2 separate regions of the Danio rerio genome follow, and region 2 is linked to region 1. The links are chromatin contacts, called in public HiCAR-type maps. All regions are on one chromosome and are shown on one strand. The core of a region is the stretch at or near the end of the contact, and the rest is flanking DNA. Distances in the headings are between cores, read along the strand shown. Region 1 overlaps hoxb3a (homeobox B3a). Region 2 has its middle 110 kb from the start of hoxb1a.

Region 1 (2,700 bases), core at 72-2,571:
CTCATCCCTAATAACTGATTTATTTGATCTTTGCCATAATGACAGTAAATAATATTTGACAATATATTTTTCAATACACTTCTATACTGCTTAAAGGTACATTTAAAGGCTTAACTAGGTTAGGTTAGCTTGGCAGGTTAATATAATTAGGCAAGTCATTGCATATCGATGGTTTGTTCTGTAGACTATCAAAAAATTGTTTAAAGTGGCTAATAATTTTGTCCTTAAAATGATATTTAAAAATTAAAAACTGCTTTTATTCTAGCCGAAATAAAACAAATAAAACTTTTTCCAGAAAAAAAATATATATATTATCAGACAATCTGTAAAAATGTCCTTGCTCTGTTAAACATAATTTGGGAAATATTTAAAAAGAAAGTGAAAAAAATTAAAGGGGGGCTAATAATTCTGACTTCAACTGTATGTATATATATTTGTGTGTGTGTGTGTGTGTTTGTGTGTGTGTGTGTGTGTGTGTGTGTGTGTGTGTGTGTGTGTGTGTGTGTGTGTGTGTGTATATATATATATATATATATATATATATATATATATATATATATATATATATATATATATATATATATATATATATTTATGAATATATATATATATGAATATATGACAAAGTTTTCTTATTCTCACCTTGCTATGGATTTCAATTTCTTTATTTTCTTTGTTTTTATTTATTTATGCGGTTGCAGTTGTATATTTTTGCAGCTGCATTGGCTATTTTGTTGAGACAAATGTATAGGTTTACACAATCCTAGACCAACAACACAGAGATAGTAATAAAGTAGCATACAAAATAAACAATTAAATAGTGTAGCATTTCTGTAGAAAACAGCACAATAAAATTAATAAAAGCAACAGACTTTAGTTTTACCAGGTAACTGTCATGATAGCTGCCATGATTTTACTATGACTTACAACGACCGGAATCACATTTCTATAGAACACTGATCAAACGTTTGGTTATATTTGCCTTTCACTTGCTTTATATGTAACATTCATAGCCCGCCTCACAAAAGTATAAGCAGTAAATGCAATAAAACGCAGAATTAAACGAACTATTTTTAAACCAACAGTGCAACACCAGGCCTTTTCGCAGATGCCCTCCTGAATCAATAGTTTTTTTTTCTCCACTACACACCCTTTCAGCAACGTGCTTTGTTGCAAAGTCAGTACTGCTCTTTCTGTCATTTTTCTAATCTTTTCAAAAGAGACAGTTTAAAACCTTCACTCCGCCTCTCTCTCTTTCTCCCACTTTGCCATTGACATCCAGCGATTGGTCAAGCGCAGCGAGTCGACAGCCAACGACCGAGTCACGCACTACGTAAACTTTTGACCCCTAAACCTTTTAACCCCGCCAAATCTCGCGCCACTTCTAACGAGACTACGGCTCACCTCCACGCTACTCTGGATTAAACTAGGGACACAGAGAGGGGAAACGAGCCTCTATTTTACCTAAGCCATATCTTGATGCTGTCTTATTGCCTACAAATGCATTGAACTATGTTATCTCATTATGTAATGTCCACAGGCACATTTTGTATCCTTTGAGGGTGGTTTACATCACAGGGGACAGTACTACAACGTATATATGGTGGAATTTAGGATAGTATTGTGTTCTCAATTAAAATAACATATTCTAGAGCTAATTCTTTTGTGCAAACACGGCGTCCAGCAAAAACTAAGCAACCTCAATCATCATGATCTTGGTCTAAAGCGGGCTCTGCTGGCGACTGAGGAGAGTTACATCTGAGGGGGGAAAACGTCAAACGAAGTAGGGAGGAGAAAACAGCCTGAATGTATTTGTATTTAGGACAAACTGCTAATAGAATTACTTGAAAGAAAAAAAACGTCTGATAGATTAATTTTGACAACAATAAATACAATTATATATAAATCATCTGACAATGTGTATAGCAAAATTATGCCTTAAATTTTAATGCAAAATGTTAATTGTGATTCCCAATCGCTAACACAGAAGTATTTCACTGTTGCTCTTAATCCTGTTTTATGATTGTAATAACTTTGTTGTTAAGTTATTGCAAATGTAAATTTGCATGTCTTAAAGTTTCGACAAAAATATGTTTTCTCATTGTAACGGCTGGCGTAAATTAATAAACACTGTACGTTATCAATGTTTTCTAATTAAGCAGTTATTTATATTCATAAAAATATTTGCAGTTTTCACTTGAAATTAGCTTAGCTTACTTTTCTATTTTCTATTTAAGTAAGTTAAACCAGGCTATATGAATAATCCGATCGTGGTTTAGGCATGATGTGCGGGCGATGCGAATTTAACTCTTGGTTGTTTTAACTGCCAGCCTTTTCACCCTTACACATAAATGTAGGATGTTTTGTTTGTTGCTTTGGTTTTGGTAATTATAGATAGAATTTATGTTGTAGCTAAAAAGAAAATAATGCTCTATAACATTCTCAGTCAGAAAACCTTTTTAGGACAAACATCGCATAATTTTGCTTTATGGACTAGTTGTATTGTTTCGCGCTTGCGCCTTCGCAGCAGCTCCCGTCTGCTGACCCTTGGATGATCCTGTCCCTATGCATTATGGATGAGATATGCTCGCAGATTGCTCCTATCAATATGCAAAAAGCATTAGTCTCAAAATTGCTATTTAAACGTTTAAAATTGCTGCGTCTACATGGTTGAAACCTAAAGAACTCAGAAATTGATTT
Region 2 (2,700 bases), core at 6-2,505, 170 kb before region 1:
GCCTTGCCATTAGCAGGATAAAGCACGGCTGATAAAGACGCCCGCCATTCTTCCTCGTGGTACAGGAGCGGGTACGGACACAAACAAACCGCTGCAGTCACTCAAAGCCATCCGAATACACAACACTCGTACGCCACACACACAGACACACACGTATGCACCTCCAGCTGTGACGAGCACTAAAATAAACACACGCACATCGATAAGTGTGATAAATACCTGATTAGCTGGGAGGGGGATTGGTGAACAGCCGTTGAACCCGTGAACTTCGTTTACCCTCGATTTAGACATCGTTTTTGCCCTCTCTTCAAAGCACGTCAACCGATCCGCTCTCTTTTCCCAAACAAAGCCAAGACCAGTAATTTCCTTTATTTGGATGATTGGTTTTTCTGTCTGTCTTTCCTTTTTCGTGCATTACTCCATCAGGTTGAATGGATTGCATGTGTTTAAGTAGCGACCTTTCAGCTTGTTTTGACCTTGCAACACAATTGGGAAAATAGGCATTTCTCAAGTCGGACTTTGTAAAAGATCGAGATGAAGTGGTTTACATGTGGTTTGTTTGGTAGAATGTTGAGCATTTCATTTTAAGGTGTGTCTCACACTCCAGTCATGACTGTTGGAGAACCTGTGAACTGAACTTGAACCGACCCGATATTCATTTGGTCATCATCGCCAGGGTCAACAGGTCGTGTGCAGTTTCCAATCAATTTAACTTCCCAATTTGAATGTTTTTGTTGTGCAAGATCAATGAGAAAGAGTTAACCTTGCAACTCAACATTTCTATAATGCGTCAGATTTCTTGATACCTGCGACAGAATTTATCGGAGATGGAAATTTGCAATGTTGGGAATCATATTCATGCGAATATCTGGCCTTGTTGCCGTCCGTAATGAGATACCTTGGGTTGGGCTTCAAACATGGATCAGTCATTTGGTGAACAACAGATGAACTCTGAACTCTGTTTGCCCTTTGCAAAAGGGTGTGTGTGTGTGTCTTATGAGGGCTAGTGGGCGTCCTAATGATGCCATCTTTCCTGCATCTTTTTCATGAGTCAGATTGAATTTGCTTGGAGGGGGGAAATGAGAGAGCGAATGAAGGAGTGGAAGAGAGAAAGCGAGGAAAGGCGGGACTGAAAACGCCACTCGGATCATCCGTTAGGTGGCAGCAGTGTTTGGATAGTTTGGATGTATGTGAATGTGTGCACGTGTGCCTGTACGTGTGCTTTGTGTTCGTAACAGACCTTCGCAACAGACGTCACCGTCAAATTCAGCCGAGGATTTGATTGGACCGTTCAGTGGCTCACGTTGGGTGTGTGGTAGGTGGATCCAGGCCTGCTTGCTTTGTGTACCTGCTCTCTCTCTCTAGTAGGCACACATACAAACAATCCTCCTTTAGCTCACCTTCCCTCAACACACACACACAGAACGCTTTCAAACAGGCCGCATAAACCATTCAAACATTGGGCTACAAAAGCAGCTTTGTGTGGGCCGGTCCTGCTCAAACATAGCTTAGAGGTGCAGTACCACAGGTTTGGCACTTGGCAATTTTATGTTTTTCGGTAGACCACTTCCATACTGGCCTGTAAGGAAAACCAGAGTAAGCCATCATTCAGTGTATTTTTAACATGTAAAAAAAAGTCAAACTCTGCCCTTATATGCTTATTTCTACCCTCAAAATAGATTAAATATTAAGAAATTAGTTTCGTTCTTTTAAGTGAAAGAGATAAATGTTTGCCACCAGCTTTGTAGACCACTTCCTTGCTGGATTTTAAGCCATTAAACCATAGTAAGCCAAAATTATATGCACTTTTTTACTTTTTAAAATAAATAGTCAAATATTTTTATCTTTTATCTTCACTTCTAAGTTATACCGATGTTTTTTAAATATTTTGAGAAATTTTTAGCTTTAAAATGCTGTTCTGATGTTGATCTTTTTCAATATATTGTGAGACTACTAGACCACTGTAGTAAGCCTCTGTATATTTTTAACATTAAAAATAAATATGGAAAAGAATATTACAATCTGCACAGCTAGAGTATGTGTGCTCCAAACATTTATGAAAAATCATTATATTTATTCAAGTATTTAATAAGATTGATGGGGATTTTTGCTGAAAACAGTGGTTTGGCATGTTCATGTTTTTTTAGTCAACCACCTATTTTGTAGAACATTTCCTTACTGCAAGGAAAAACCATAATAAGCCCTCATTCTGTGGCCTTTTTTTAAACATAAAAACATACATGTATAATATATTTATAGTACTCTTAGGTTTGCTATGAAATATAGTTTTTTAAAGTGACTATTTAAAGTAGTTTAAAAAGATTTTTATATTGCAATCAGCTGTTTGACAAGGTTTATTTATTTATGTCTTATTTTATTTTTTAAGTTGACTTCTGGTTTAGTTGACTACTGTAAACTTTTTGTTTTTATTAGTATATTTAGAAAAGCAAAAGCAAAAATCAGCAAACATAAAGTACTTGTACATGTTGTCTAATATAAATAAAATATAAAAAATATGTATTTAAATAATTTAAAAACAGTATTATTAGGGATTTTGGTTTAAAACAGTCATGTTGATATTTTGGGACCACTTACTTACAGGTTTACTAATAAAAGCTATCATTTTGTGACTGCATATTTTATTTTCTCCAACCATGTTGATTGTTATATTTATATTATATTTTATTGAATTTTTCAAGA

What was found. HiCAR-type assays count read pairs that join an accessible place to other places.
Region 2: a HiCAR-type map of caudal fin shows a contact between it and region 1, with 6 times the contacts expected there. The contact joins two enhancer-like sites. A contact is called at or near these places in 2 of 18 Hi-C or Micro-C datasets (caudal fin and an unstated tissue) and 1 of 4 datasets of contacts at active chromatin or transcription factors (caudal fin).

The regions. Positions count from the first base shown.
Region 1 is chr3:22,453,037-22,455,736 of GRCz12tu, reverse strand. The region is part of intron 1 of hoxb3a (homeobox B3a); the gene reads right to left. Among named protein-coding and RNA genes, the nearest start is that of mir10c, 6.1 kb to the left of the region's middle. Within about 2 kb of position 1,321, at least 21 of the 62 cell types and tissues checked have an H3K27ac peak or open chromatin away from gene starts, as enhancers often do.
Region 2 is chr3:22,618,371-22,621,070 of GRCz12tu, reverse strand. No RefSeq gene overlaps it. Among named protein-coding and RNA genes, the nearest start is that of hoxb1a, 110 kb to the right of the region's middle. Within about 2 kb of position 1,255, at least 6 of the 62 cell types and tissues checked have an H3K27ac peak or open chromatin away from gene starts, as enhancers often do.